2 separate regions of the Sus scrofa genome follow, and region 1 is linked to region 2. Evidence: chromatin contacts called from public Hi-C data. All regions are on one chromosome and are shown on one strand. Each heading gives the region's core, a stretch centred on a gene start, on an enhancer-like site or on the middle of the called end of the contact. The rest is flanking DNA. Distances are from core to core; before and after follow the strand shown. Region 1 has its middle 31 kb from the start of EMID1. Region 2 holds the start of KREMEN1 (kremen protein 1).

Region 1 (7,170 bases), core at 3,870-6,369, 74 kb after region 2:
TTATGGGTGGTTCCCAGAGCCCCTGGCCAGGAAGGTATCTCGCTGGGTGACCTCGGGCACAAAGGCCTGGCCTCAGCGTTTGCTTGGTTATTCCCCTTATTCTTTCGGTGTCTCCAGAACCCTCAGCTCTCCTCACACCTCTGACCCACAGCTGATCTCTGGCCCGTAAGACCTGAGAAGTTGAGAAGTTGACATTCCAAAGCAACAAGGTGCCGAGCACATGTCAGAGATGGAGACGGGGCAGCCATGGAGGGCTTTGCACTCAGAAAGCCTGGGTCTGGCGTGGCCTTGAGTCGGCCCGTCCGGCTTCCCCTCCTGTGAGATGCACAGCACCTGTGGCCCGGAAGGTTGTGAACACTGATGTCCCACCTACTAGCTGCCTTTCAGGGCACCAGCGCAGCCTCTCCCCTCTCCTCCCCACCCCTTCCTTCCTGACAGTATGGAAGGAGCTCAGGTGTGAGTTGTCCACCCTGCGTCTGGCCCTCTCCCGTGGGACACCGTGCACCCCAACAGCCCTTTCAGCGGGTAACCACATCCCCGTTTTGCCGACATGGAAGCTGAGGCTCAGGCAGGAGCTCCAGGCACAACTAAGCACAACCGAGTCAGCCTGCGGGATTCAGCTGCCACCACTCATTCGAGGCTGTAAAGGGGGAGCCTTTGAAGGGCATCAAAGCCCCCCTCTGAAAACAGACCTGAGCCGGGGGGGGGGGGAAGGCCGAGGGGTCAGGCTGGTGCACGGTGCAGAGTGAGGTGCAGAGGGCCTGGCAAAGCCCCCAGACTGGTGCTGTGGGGAGAGGGGAGGCCCTGAGAGGGAGCTGGCCACATCCACAGGCCAGGGGCCCGTGCCTGTGCCAATTGCCCCACTCACACCCCACCCCACCCCACCCCACTTACCCCAGGACTTTGGGCACATGGCCGCCCCTTCTTGCCTGTTTTCTCGTCTGTCAGGTGGAAGCAATTACAGTACTTACCTCATCGAGGTGTGATGAGTTATTACCTGTGGTATGTTTTCAATAACTGGTAGTTCCTTGTTCTAGAATAGAGCTGGGGGGGGGTGGTAGGTGAAAAACAAGGGAGTATCGAGTGATGCCCGAGTACCCTGACTTTGGTGCTGAGGAGAGAGGAGGCCATTCTTGCAATAAAGGACATAAAAGGCGCCAAGCGTGAGAGAAAACACGTTGAGTTGGGCTAAGCTAGGTGAGGTCCCTGCGGGACATGGAGGCAAAGTAGTCTGTAGGCCCCGAGCAGGCAGCCTGAGACCCCAGGACGCCAGGCTTGGGGACCACAGTCATGGAATCGGCACAGACCACATACCCTGGTGTGTCTGGGGCCATCCAGTGTCTCCAAGGGGAAGCCTGAGCAGGATCAGAGCGGGGCGGCAGGGATGCAGGCTGGGAGGCAGCTGAGGAAGCCAAGCTCCTGACCTGCCTGCTTCTAGCCCACAGCCACTGCTGGTTCTATGAGCCCCAAGTCCAGATTCTCAGGAGCCTTGCCAGGCAAGGTCCCCCTGTTCCAGCTGCTGCCTCAGACGAAAACATGCTTCTCAGCATGGTGCCTGGACCACTAGCCTCAGAACCCCTGGTGTGCTCGTTCAAAATGCATGTTCCTGGGCTCCACCCCAGACCTGCCACATTCCCGGCTTTGGAGTGACACCGACACCCACTGAAGTGTGACAACCCTTTTAACTTGTTGGGCAAGTTTGGTTGGGAGTCACTTTCTCTTCTGAAAGGAGGAGGTGTCCACTCGTAGACAGTGGCCTTAAGTTCCAATGGCTGCTTCCTTCGCCGTCCACAGTGTTATTTGTTCCTTGACTTCAAAGGCCGGATCTCTCCAGAGACACATCTCCGGCAGTGAGGGCAGGGGAGGAAAGCTGTGTGGTGCAGCAGTTGCTCCGGATGCTTCTCTGGAAGACGCACAGCTCTCCGCGTCTTCTCCCTTCCCGACCTCGCCTGCGGCCAGCAGACAGCCCTAACCTGCTGTGGCGCTTGCTCCACAAGGGTGCCTCAAAGGCCAGCTTCACTTGAGTGTTTATCTTCTCTGAGCTTTCATTCTCTCTCTCCCAGAAGTGCTTTCCTTCCCTGAAGGAAAATATTTTTAGTGGCTGGTGGAAAACAAATGGGGTGGCCTCATTGGTTGAACTTCTTAGAGACAGAGCCGCCTGCAACAGAAAAATAAATATCTGCAGCCAGAATGTGCCCCTGTCTTGCCTAAAGCAGGGCCAGGAGGAGCCCCCTGAATCCTCCTTAGTGGACGTTGGGAACCGCTGACCTTGATCCCATCTCCTGGCTCCGAACCTGAGAGATGGGGATGCTGTAAACCACACCCACCAGGGAGCCAGGGCCAGGGCAGCCACCAGTCTCATCCTCTGTCAGGCACTCAAGGCTTTTCTTCCTGCAGAGACAAGACAGGCTGGACAAGGATGATCTTGTCTCCAAGCTTAGAGGTCATGTGATCATCCCTCCCCCACTGGGCTGCGTGCGACTGAAACTGCAGGCCGTCTCTGGGGCTCAGAGAACTAGGAAGCTTTTGTTCCTCTGTGGCGAGGTCGGGTCCCCATGGGGGATTGTTTTTGCTTGGCTGAAAGGGATGCTTTCAGGATAGAATATTTCAACCTCAAGAAGCAGCAACATTTGCTTGTAGCTAGAAGTCTTCCTTTCTGGTCTCCGGCTGTTGTCTGGAGCCACCAGGCCCCTGCTGAATGGGACTACGCCCAGCAACTGGGGACAGGCAGCACTGGGCTGGGCTGGCCATGGACCAGACTGTGTTCTCGAGGCCCAGCTCCAGGACAGCCGAGTGGCAGGTTTGCCCTCGGCTCTCTTGGTGATGGATCCTGGGCTCTGGAATGAACATGCCAGCTGTGGATGAGTGGGCTGGGGAACCAGGATCCACGGGAGAAACATTTTAGGGGGAAAGGAGATCCAAGCTTGAGGTTCAGACTATCTCCTCGGGGGATAAATGAGAACATCTGAAACAGCCAAGGCTCTTGAATCAGAATCTTCAAATCTCACTCATTTCGCTTTTAGGAACATTTACCATGGTCCCAGTTCAAATGAAACCACTGAAATTTTTTTTTCTTTTTTAGGGCCTCACGCACAGCATATGGAAGTTCCCAGGCTCAGGGTTGGATCTGAGCTACAGCTGCCATCCTATGCCACGGCAACACCGGATCCCCAACCCACTGAGCGAGGCCAGGGATCGAACCTGCATCCTCATGGATACTAGTTGGATTCGTTTTGGCTGCGCCACAACAGGAACTCCCTGAACTTCTAAAAACTTAATTGGGGGCCTGCTATTTTGCACACCGATTGTGTGAATATGTCTAATGAACTCGCTTTAGTTGCTGATTCCATTGATAAAATAGGATCAAGAAAACCCAGGGGGAATTCAAACTTCATATTTAGCCAAGTATGGGACAGCTTTTTATGGCCCCTGGTGAACTGAGGAAAGAGCTGAATGTGCCACAGTGATGATGATGATAATAGCAGCAGCTAACTTCTGCAGCACCTGTGTGTGCCAGGCCCTGCACAATCCTCCTGTCATCCTTGGGCTAACCCCGCTTGGAAACTGAGGCTCCCAGAAGCAGCCTGGCCAGTGGAGGGCAAGGTCAGGATTCAGCTCACCTGCTAGCTCCAAAGCCAGGGCTCCTGGTTTCTGCTGCACTGCAAGCACCTCCCACCAGGGCAGGCCCCAAAGACCCCCAAGGTCTCCCCCCAAATGTCATTGATGTTGCCTCCAGTCAGCGCAGGGAAAGTACAGATCAATTTGCCTGGGGCGAGGAAAGCATCAAACCCTCACTGTTACCTACTTGAGGATCAGATGAATGTCATCAAGCCCCTCCCCAAAAGGCCTCACCCACAAAAAACTACATAGAAATTCTGGAGATTCAGAGACACCCCCCCAACCACCACCTACCAATTGAAAAAAAAAAAAAAAACCCTTCCAATGATTTCAGTTTCAAAATCTCTCCATTAAACCATAAATAACAGTACCTGGAAGTTAAAATTAGACCAAAAGAATAATAATCGCAGTAGTAACCATGGATACATCTACCTGATCACTTACCCAGAGTCAGGTGCTCAGGCCAGGAATTAACAAACTTTTTCTGCAAAGGGCTAAACAGGAACTATTTTAGCTCTTGTTGGTCAGACTGTCACAACCTCTCAGCTATGCCTGCACTGGTTGGGAACAGCAGCCTGAAACTTCCATGGACCCCACTACTGCAAGTCCTAAAGCCACTGGGTGACTCTGTGAGGAGACGGGGATTGGCAGTTGGAAGAAGGCACCGAGGACCACCCCTCAACAGCCACAGACAACATATAAACAAATGGCAGGTTGGAGTCCCCGTTGTAGCTCAGTGGTTAATGAATCTGACTAGCATCCATGAGGACACAGGTTCGATCCCTGGCCTCACTCAGTGGGTTAAGGATCTGGCGTTACCCTGAGCTGTGGTGTAAGCCGGCAGCTAGAGCGCCGATTCAGTTCCTAGCCTGGGACCCTCCATATGCCTCAGGGGTGGCCCTAAAAAGCAAACAACAATAACAAATGGCAGTTTGTGTTAAAAAAAAATTTTTAACAGACATTGAAACCTGGATTTTCTATAACCTTCGCATGTCACCGAATATTCTTCCTCTTTTGATTCTCCCCAACAATTAAAACAAGTAAAAACCATTCTTAGCTCGTGGGCCATCCTGAAACAGGCAGCAAGGCCACAGGCCAGCCCCTGCACCATGCCAACCACTTTTCATACTTTTCATACATCAGATTGAATCTCGCAACAGCTGGATGGATTAGGCCTTGTGATTATCCTCATCTGTCAGATGAAGCTATTGAGGCTCGGTGAGGTTAAATAATTCATTCAACAAGCACAAGAGTTGGGACCTGAACCCACCCCCAAGCCTGTTCGCTTTCGTGAGCAACAAGCTGGGTGAGTTTAAACTGGGGGAAAAGGGAAGGACAAGGTGTGGGGCAGGGGGAGGGGTGCAGAAAGGGGGACCCTAATGCATGGCAGCTCTTCAGCCCTGGGAGCACAAGGGAGGAAGGGAGGGAGGGAGGGAGGGGGAGAGGCTCTTGGCTTGAAAGGGCTGCACTGCGGGGGAGGGCGGCTGGTTTCCTGAGCCGTTGTTCCTCCAGCGACAGAGGCCCCAGATCCAGGACAGCTGGTGGCCCTCACGTTGTTTTGCATCTCCCAGGTTCTCTTAGTTATAACCAATTTGCCACCCTTAGCAATGCCTTGTTCTCCTTTGCTAATACCCAGGAGTTGGAACCAGGGGCCTGATTCCCAGCCAAATATTTGGCTAAAACCACTTCCCCTTCCCGTGTTAGGGAGCCCCAGTCTCTTAGAAACTGGCCTTCTCAGTCCCGTGAGGCGGGCAGGGCAGCCCTTTTGCACACGGCCTTCCTCAGCTGAGATTTGCCATTAAATCTCTAAGCAAAGAGTCTTAGCAAAGGATCTGCTTCACTTTCGCTGCCTCCTTGCTTCTCTGCACAAGGGGTGGGGGAGGGTGTGGACTTGCCATCACACCTGTGCAGGTAACCTTAGCCAAGCCACCTGGCTTCACTGAGGAAGGCTTGATTGCTCATAAGAGGAGAATTAAGACCGTGGACTCTGACTTGTAGGGACCAGCTTCAATGTGGGCTCTACCATGACCAGCTCCCAGACCTCAGGCAAGTTACTTTACCTTTTTAACCTCAGTTTCTTCATCTATCAAATAGGTATAACAGTAGTTTCTCATAGAATTGTTGTGAAGATTAAATAACATAATAAAGGCAAAATGTTTAGCTCTGTCACCAGCATTTTAATGATTTTCATCAGTAAATTAAGGGGGGTAACACTCCAACCACAAAGGTCTGGAGAGGGGTCAGCGTGTCAAGGGCCTGGCCCATACTTTCAACTCTGCAAATGGGAGCCAAATCAAATGGTTTTGCACCCTGCCTTTGGGATTGAAACACTGTTTATCTAACGCCAAGCACTCAGTGCACAAAATAAGTTCTCTCCTCAGAAAATAATTTCTAACTTGGTTCCTTTAAGTAGCTAGTTTACCCTAATCTGTTCCATATATGTCCCTATTTTATAAAAAAGTCTGCTGACCATCATCTCAGCAACATTATCTATTGGGTGAAAATATCCTTCTCTGCTGATATCCTTGCTTCAGTTCAGGAACAAATCCAGAATTTGGATGTCGTTTTATTTCCCTCCTGGCCCCACGTGGGCAAACAAGCAAGTTAAGCCCCAAGCCCAGCTCCACTGCCTGGGCTATAGCCCCAACCCTGCCTCCGGCACCCTTGCTTTCCTGGCAGGAGCCGCCCCTGTTCAGCCTTCCTCACCAGCGCCGCCTAGTGGTAAGATCGGAGAGCTGTGGCTGAACGTCAGCCTTGGAACAGCCACCCCCACCTTGCAACGCTCAAGGCCCTAAACCTGGTCACTAACCCAGGACAGTCTCCGTCACCACCTAGAAGCCCTCGTATTCTCAGATTTTCTGTGTAAAAGGCGAGTCCTCTTTGCCTGATCCCAACCACAGGCAGGGACCCAACAACAGGCAGGTCTTTATTTAAGAGCATCCTTTTTTTCTGTGTATAAAGTTCCATCAGGAGTTCCCTTCATGGCTCAGTGATTAATGCACCTGACTAGTATCCATGGGGGCACGGGTTCAATCCCTGGCCTCACTCAGTGGGTTAAGGATCCGGCTGCCGTGGGCTGTGGTGTAGGTCACAGACATGGCTCAGATCCCGCGTTGCTGTGGCTGTAGCATAGGCCAGCAGCTATAGCTCTGATTCAACCCCTAGCCTGGGAATCTCCATATACCATGGGTGAAGCCCTAAAAAGACAAAAGACAAAAAAAAATAAAGTTCCCTCAGCAGGGATGTGAGCATATAAATTATTCTATTTGCATACTATGAAATTCTACGTCACCATTCAACACATTTTATTTGATATATCTACATGTAGCTTGAATCTTTTATATCCTTGAATTACACGTGCAATGGGGGGGGAAGCACATTAATTATTTTAACAATTGGAAAGTGTAAAAACCCTTGTCTCACTGGCACTTCTTTTTCTGTCAAAGAGTCAAAATGCTGGAGTGTGTGTTTCCAGGACAGACTAAGCACTGAGGGCAGCATTTCCCCTGCCAGGGGAAGTCGCCTGGGGTCCTAAGTCCTGGTCAAATCCCC
Region 2 (7,838 bases), core at 5,152-7,651:
TTTTTTAATCAAAGTATAGTTGATTTATAATATTGTGTTAGTTTCAGGTATACAGTAAAGTGATTCATTTATATATATATATATATATATGTACATATATACATATACATATATATATTTCAGATTCTTTTCCAGGTTATTACAAGGCATTGAATATAGTTCCCTGTGCCATGCCATAAATTCTTATTGGCAAGCAATGAGCTTCTTAAATTGGGGAATGATTTCTGATCTGACTTGGGTACCAGGCCATTTCTTTTCCCATGATCCGTCTTCACTCAACATTTGTCAGATTCATGGACCTTTCAGAAATGATGTATCTATAGGAGCTACTTTTCCCCCCTGGTTTTAGAAGCTGTCCTGAACATCTCATGCTTTGTTAGATGGAATGGGAAGCAGGACCCAGAGGTTGTACAGAATTACAAAGTCAGGATGGAAAGACTCAATTTGGTCCAGGGTCCTGAAACCATGCCAAGAGTTTCCATTGCTGGTGGCAACGCTGGATCCAGAGAACTTGGGGTTGAGGCTGTAGGGCTTCCGTGTTGCAGAAAGGCCTGTTCCTCAGTTGGCTTCTCCAATGAACTTTTTTACTGCTGAGCTCAGTCTAAATATTCTTTATTTTCCACCCATCCTTTGGAGCTCTTCTTCCTGACATATCTAAATCACTGCTTCTATTTGGAAACACACCTGCCCTCTCTGAGGCTTATCCAGGCTGTCCTCACTGTAATTATTTTGTTTTATTTTGTTATTTTATTTTTGACAGTGGCATGCAGAAGTTCCTGGACCTGAGATTGACCCCTGGCCACAGCTGCAACCAGAGCCACAGCAGTGACAAAGCTGGATCCTTAACCCGCTGAGCCACGAGAGAACTCCTCACTGCATTTTTGGCTCCGAGAATCTTTTTTCTCGCTTTTCTCCTTTACTACCACCTCTCCTCTCTTTAATTTCTCTTAGCTCCTATTCTCTTTCTAAAGAGTCACTGACTAAAGAGTAAATTAAGGCAATTCATATTAATTCTCATCTTCCTTCTTCATACCCTACCCCCAAATTCTAGTGGAATTTAGCTGTTTTTAATTTCTTCAGAAGATGTTTTTAATACCCAGGCAAGTAAACTTCCACACCCATATGGGAACATATCTGAAACTGGTGATGTGGAAGTTTGAGGAAAAAAGAAAAACTTTGGATGAGAGAATTTGAAAAGATTCCTGAACCGTGATGCAAACTCAGAGGATCAGTGATCTAGACCACATGTGCCGAATATATACCTACCATGGGCCAAGTATGTGAAATGAGGGTGCTGTGCCCATCTTGCCAGCCCTTCTCACCTGGCTCTGAGATCTCAGACAAGGCTACCTGGATGCCCCACAGACACCTCCAACTCATTATGTTCAAAACCAAATTCTTTTTCTCCCCTTGTCTCTATCAGAACCAATAAATCGGAATTTCCATTGTGGCTCAGCGGTAATGAACCTGACTAATATTCATAAGCATGTAGATTCGATTCCTGGCTTCCCTCAGCAGGTTAAGGATCTGGCATTGCCAGGACCCCTAGCCTAGGGAAACTCCATGTGCCATGGGTGCAACCCAAAAAAAGAAAAAACAAAAAATGGAAAAACTACTATTTATCTTGAATTTTCCACCACGAGTTGCCAGACCCAGAATGTGGGAGGCAGGATCAGTAACAGTACTGTGCTGAGATGGGCCTGAGGCTAAAGGAAAATGAGGAATCTAGATTCTATTTACGATTTTGATATTTTGTTCATCATGAATTTTTTTGACCTTCATTCAGAGTTTTAAAAGATATTGCAGGAGTTCCCGTCGTGGCTCAGCAGTTAATGAACCCAACTAGTATCCATGAGGATGTGGGCTCAATCCCTGGCCTTGCTCAGTGGGTTAAGGATCCAGTGTTGCCGTTAGCTGTGGTGTAGGTTGCAGATGTAGTTCGAATCCTGTGTTGCTGCGGCTGTGGCATGGGCCGGTGGATTCAGCTCCTATTGGACCCCTAGCCTAGGAACTTCCATATGCTATGGCCCTAAAAAAAGACAAACAACATTAAAATTTTTAAAAAAATAATAGATATTGCATTAAAACACTGTTCATTAACTATACTGAGTATATTTTTAAATTGATTAAATATTTATTTCTCTTGATTACTGAGTTTTTTTGTTTTTGGGGGGGATTACTGACTTCCTTTTTTTTTTTTTTTTTTTTTTTTTTTTTTTTTTTTTTAGGGCTACACCCACAGCCTATGGAAATTCCCAGGTTAGGGGTTGAATCAGAGCTGCAGCTGCCAGCCTACACCACAGCCATGCCAGATCCGAGCTGCATCTGTGACCTACTCTGTAGCTTTCAGCAACACCAGATCCTTAACCCCCTGAGTGAGGCCAGGGGTCCAACCCCTTATCCTCACAGACTTGTTTCCTAACTCACTGAGCCACAGTGGGAGCTCCTTACTGAGTTAATTATTGTGCCTGAGGCAAATGCCTCCTTCACCCTAATCCTAGCCCTGTATCACTCAGTAAGCATTTGTTGCTAGAACCCTGTAAGAATAATTCACCATGGAGTTCCCGTCGTGGCGCAGTGGTTAACGAATCCCACTAGGAACCATGAGGTTGCGGGTTCAGTTCCTGCCCTTGCTCAGTGGGTTAACGATTCGGCGTTGCTGTGAACTGTGGTGTAGGTTGCAGACGCAGCTCGGATCCTACGTTGCTGTGGCTCTGGCGTAGGCTGGTGGCTACAGTTCTGATTAGACCCCTAGCCTGGGAACCTCCATATGCTGCGGGAGAGGCCCAAGAAATGGCAAAAAGACAAAAAAAAAAAAAAAAGAATAATTCACCATGTGTTTAGAAGTGCAGTTCTGGAGTCCCACTATCTGGGTTCAAAGCCCAGCTCTGCCATTATGCGACCTTTAGTCACGCCATTTAACCTGTCTGCATGAGAGGGCTGGTAAGGGTGCCACTGTCATATGTGAAATGTGACAGCAAATACTGCACCCTGCCTAGAGTTTTGTCAAATCCTCAGTAAACGTTTGTTATTCTTGTTATCATAAGCAGACTTTTTCCAGTGCTCTCTCCACGGCATGACTGTCCTTTGAGCAGAAATCGTCTGAACTGGAGTTTCGAAGATACCAGGATCATGCAAATGCCACCAGCTGAGATCTAGCTTCTTGGCAAATCCTGCTGCCCTCAGAGAGGAATCCAAGCGAGAGCAGGCAAACAGACAGACACCAACATCTTCCTGGAGGCCCGGGGCTCCAGTCAATGCCCTCACTCTTTCCATGAAATAAAGCTGTTTAACGACTGAGGTATGTGAAGCATTGAAATGAATATCTCAGGCTGTTCCTTGCCAGGGCCAGGGACCACATAACTGAGCAAAGACCTTGAGCCATTACGTGCCCTGACCTAGACCTGCTCAGCTGTATTTTTAGCCTCTCGGTGCTGTTTCCATCACCTGTGCTGGGCTTTATGCTGGGAAAGTGAAGAGGGAGGCCTGGGGACAGCTAGAGGGATGTTGCTCATGGCAGCCAGTGGGGACAGGAGCTTGCACGTTATTTCTGAGTTCTGTTGTACAAACCTGATTTCAGGGGCGTGCAACATTTCAGGGGTATGTGTGGTTAGTGACACAGGCTCCTGAGTTCGGAAGGGTCCCAGGCTTGGCCTAATGCTCTGTTGTTGCCATCTTGAAATTTTTTTTTAATAATATTTTTATATTTTCCATTAAAGCCAATTTACAGTGTTCTGTCAATTTTCTGCTGTACAGCATGGTGACCCAGTTACACATACCTGTATAGATTCTTTTTTCTCACATTATCATGTTCCATCACAAGTGACCAGACATAGTTCTCAGTGCTACACAGCAGGATCCCATTCTTGAAATTCTTAATAATTTTAACAAGGGACCCCACCTTTTTATTTCCCACTGTACACAAGGCCAATAGAACAGAATAAAGGAAGGAGGTGGTGCCCTTTCTGCAGGGCAGTAAGACTATTACCGTGGTGGAATAAGCTACTACCATGAGGCATATGCACCCAGATTTGGCCAAATAAACCAGATTTTGAGCCCACTGTCTGCCCCTCTGAAACTAGGATGAGATGTGAAAGGACCTTATAAACTGTAGAGAGCTGTGTTCTGATTTGCTAAAAACTTTCCCTAGCATGCTATTTAAAAGTCCACAGTTCAGGAGTTCCCGTCCTGGCTCAGCAGAGATGAATCTGACTAGGAAACATGAAGTTGCGGATTTGATTCCTGGCCTCACACAGCGGGTTAAGGATCCGGCGTTGCCATGAGCTGTGGTGTAGGTTCAGACACGGCTTAGATCTGGCATTGCTGGGGCTCTGGCGTAGGCCAGCAGCAACAGCTCTGATTAGACCCCTAGCCTGGGAACCTCCATATGCCGCTGGTGAGGCCTTAAAAGGACAAAAGACAAAAAATTTAAAAAAATTTTTTTTTAAGTTCACAGTTCATTCTGTCAATATCATTTTTTGTCTTTATAGTACTTTTTGTTCTCTGAAATTCACATTATTTTCCTCATGATTAGTCGGCCTCTCTCTTCCCAGTGTAAGTTCTTGTCTTGTTGGTGCTCTCAGCAGGCTCCTCACTGAATATTTGTTAAATGGAGGAAGGATCACATTTACTGAGTGCTTGTGCTAATGGTTTTACCTGCATGTACCCATTTTATTCACCTTCAAGGGGCTCTTGCCTGGGAGGGTGCAAGTTAAGAGGTGAAGGATTCCTAGGTTCTGTTGGAGGAGGTGATTTTGGAGGTGGGGAAGGGCCCCAAACGGTGCAGAAGAGAGATAGTAAGCAGGAGTGAGAGACACCAGGTGGGATGTGGAGGGTGTGTCCCCGCGGACCTGGGCGGGGGAGGGGGGCAACATCCCCCTGCTCCAAAAAGGAGCCCAGAGGATTCTTGAATTTGGGAATGGCAGTGAAAACAATGCCTGAACATGATTATTCTTGCTGCGGCGCTGGGTGGTGTGGGTGGAGAGGGACGGAGCTGGGAGGCCTCGGGGGAGGTAGCGGCGCCTTTGGTGCCCAACTCTGGGAGCAGCTGGGTGGGGTGGGATGGGGGATGGGGTGGTGGTGGGGTTTGGGGGAGAGGTGGCGGGTCCAGCTCCCGGGTGGCTAGGGGGCGCAGGAGCCGGTGTACCTAAGGCGGGCCGGGGAACCCGCGGGATGAGGACAGCCCGGCCCGGTTCAGGGCTCGGCGAGTCTGCACAGGAGGACAGAGGTTCCTGCCGCCGCGCCGGGCGCAGGCCCGCACTTGCAGGTCTGGGACCGGGGACTTGAAAGCGCCCGGTGCGCCGCCCGGACCTGCCCCGAGGGGCGTCACCTCGGCGCTTTAGGCGGGAGCTGAGGGGAAAATCTCTGCCTGAGGGAGCGCGGGGGAGGAGAGAGAACCACGACAGACCCCGAGGGCGGGCTGGGAAGACCTTGCGGGGGAGTGAGAGGCAAAGGGCAAGCCACGCCGGGCGCCGAGAGTTTAAGGGAGCCAAGCGCTCCGAACCCAGGGATCGAAGACTCTAAGAAAGCGTCATTGCCCCACCCACCTCTGGACTTTTTCATTGTCGTACGCTTTACTTGCTTCTGTCTTATCTAATCTTGTGAAGGCCTTTTATTATTTTTATTTTGCAGATGACAAAGAGCTGGAAAGTTGCCCCAGTTGACAAAGATGTGCGATAGGATTCGGAACCAAGGCTCAGTGTGCTGCCTCTTTTGTGGCTACAACAGTTGGGATGGTGAAAGGAATTTAACATGTTCTAAGCTCCTACTGCATGTGTGTAAAAGTTTCCACGCATTATTTCATTTAGTACAACCATTTTTGAGTAATTGCTATCAACGCCCGCATTTAACAGACGAGGAAATTGAAGTAAGAGAGCTGTTTTTCCTTTAAATCTGCCCAAGATCTTACAAGTGATCAAGTGGGATATGAACCGAAGGCTGACTCCAGAGCACCCTTTTTTAAACCCCTGCGATGAGCCAAGCAGGGAAAAGCGGATTGCAAACTGCTGTTCTGATTATTACCGCTGCGGTTGAGCCCGCGTGTGGGTCACGACCCGAGTGAGGGTGGAGCAGGGGTCACTGGGCACCCGGCAGGCTCCAGATAGGCCAAACCTCCGCCTGGGGTCTTGAGGGCGGTGCCCCAGGCCCCGCCCCCTACCTGCTAGTCCGGCCCCTGAAACCTACCAAGAAATTGCTCCAAGGGTGGGCGGGCCCAGGTGAAGAGTGTGGGCGGAGACTGGTGTATGAGTGGCAGGCGCGGGCGAGACAGGACGGGCGTGCGCATCGGCTCCGCCCCTCGGGCCTCACCGCGGAGCCGGGCGGGCCCCGGGCGGCCGGGGCGTGGCGGCGCTGGGGAGGGCGGGCCGGGGCGGGGCGGTCGGGCGGCCGGGGCGGAGCCACGCTCGAGCCCAGCGTCCCGCTCCCATGGCCGCCCCCGGCTCCCAGCGCTGCCCCCTCTCCCCCGGGCCGCGCCCCGGGGCCCCGCACTGACGGCCCATGGCGCCGCCCGCCGCCCGCCTCGCCCTGCTCTCCGCCGCCGCGCTCACGCTGGCCGCCCGGCCCGCGCCCAGCCCCGGCCTCGGCCCCGGACCCGGTGAGTGAGCGACCCCCCGCGCCCGTCCTGCGCGGAGCCCGCCCGGGGCACCCAACAACGTCGCCCCTACCTTCTGGTATTCCTTCTCCAGCCCTCAGCGACGCCCCTCGGGTGGCGAGGGCCCCCACCTCAGGACCCGAGACTCCCCCAGGCCCCTCAGCGACGCCCCCAGGCCGGCGCCCTCTCTGTCTCAGTACCTCCGAGACCCTTTCGCCAGGCTTCTCAGTGACCCTCCCCGGGACCGGACGTCTCTTCTGTCTCAGGACCCCCGTAACCCCAGCTCAAGCCCCTCAGCGACTACCCCCGGACCGGGACGCCCTCCTGCACCGAGCCTCTAGACGCTGCACCCCCACCCTAAGCCTCTCAACGACACCCTCGCGCCGGGCTCCCCTCCGCAACCCCCACAACGACGGCCCCAGGCCCCCCTCCCACCTATGTCCGCGGACCCCGCGCCACCCCTTTCAGAAGCCGGTGCAGAGGCGACGAGTGCCGGCGCCCGGCCCCCGGCCCCTCTGCCGGGGTCCCGGCTGAGCCCACTTGCCCAGCGCTGTAATTTCTGCCTTGTGAGCAGTCAAGTTGACCTGCCCTCCCTGCAGGAGGCAGATCGGGGTCCTGAGATCACCCTCTCTACCCGGCCGGAACGTCCCTCCCTCCCCCGCGCGGTGACTTTGAACTTCCCTTTATGACTCAGGTGCAGGTACAGCGAGAAAAGAGAAAGAAAGGAAGGGGTGACGGGAAACTTCTCCCCAACAGAGCTTAGGGGGCTTATCCTGAGAGTGCAACGCAGAGCCGCACTTCCCCGGGAGCCTCACACTTTAAACAGGGTCACCTGCTCCCCAGTCCAAGGCCAAAGCCAGGTCTTCCCAAGTCCCTAGACCAGGATGGAAGCTGAGACTTTGCTTAGCTTTCCCACATACCCTTCCTTGCAGCAAACTCTTCAAGTTTAAGAGCAGGCAAGAGGGCGTTGTCTGGCCCGGTTACATTTCTCTCCAGGTTGTTCAGGTGTTGAGAATTGGGCATTAGTGGAAGGGAGGGAAGGGTAAGAAAACCAGCCCCTGGGTCCTCACCCAGAGTCACAGATTGTGATGTTGGAAAGACAGGATTTTGCTGAAAGAAAATTTAGAGTTGCTTTGTTTACTTAACAGCTTGGATTAGTGATAAAGATAGGATTTGGTGTTGTCACTTAAACTGTGTGACTTTGGGTTGTGCCTTCAGCTCTCTGAGCCTCAGTCTTCTCATCTGTAAA

The links. A called contact is a pair of places that touch in the nucleus more often than the background predicts.
Region 1: a Hi-C map of fetal skeletal muscle shows a contact between it and region 2, with 2.0 times the contacts expected there. The contact joins the enhancer-like site here to the promoter of KREMEN1 in region 2. A contact is called at or near these places in 4 of 47 Hi-C or Micro-C datasets (alveolar macrophages, embryonic fibroblasts, fetal skeletal muscle and 1 more) and 1 of 2 datasets of contacts at active chromatin or transcription factors (skeletal muscle).

The regions. Positions count from the first base shown.
Region 1 is chr14:46,323,387-46,330,556 of Sscrofa11.1, forward strand. No RefSeq gene overlaps it. Among named protein-coding and RNA genes, the nearest start is that of EMID1, 31 kb to the right of the region's middle. Within about 2 kb of position 5,120, at least 11 of the 83 cell types and tissues checked have an H3K27ac peak or open chromatin away from gene starts, as enhancers often do. A contact at or near this core is called in fetal skeletal muscle, where this site is marked.
Region 2 is chr14:46,247,847-46,255,684 of Sscrofa11.1, forward strand. KREMEN1 (kremen protein 1) reads left to right here and starts at 6,402. Exons shown (of 9, transcript XM_013990380.2): 1 at 6,402-6,592. The coding sequence starts at 6,496. C14H22orf31 reads right to left here and starts at 6,283. Exons shown (of 5, transcript XM_021073684.1): 1 at 6,184-6,283; 2 at 5,147-5,368; 3 at 4,938-5,047. The coding sequence starts at 6,283.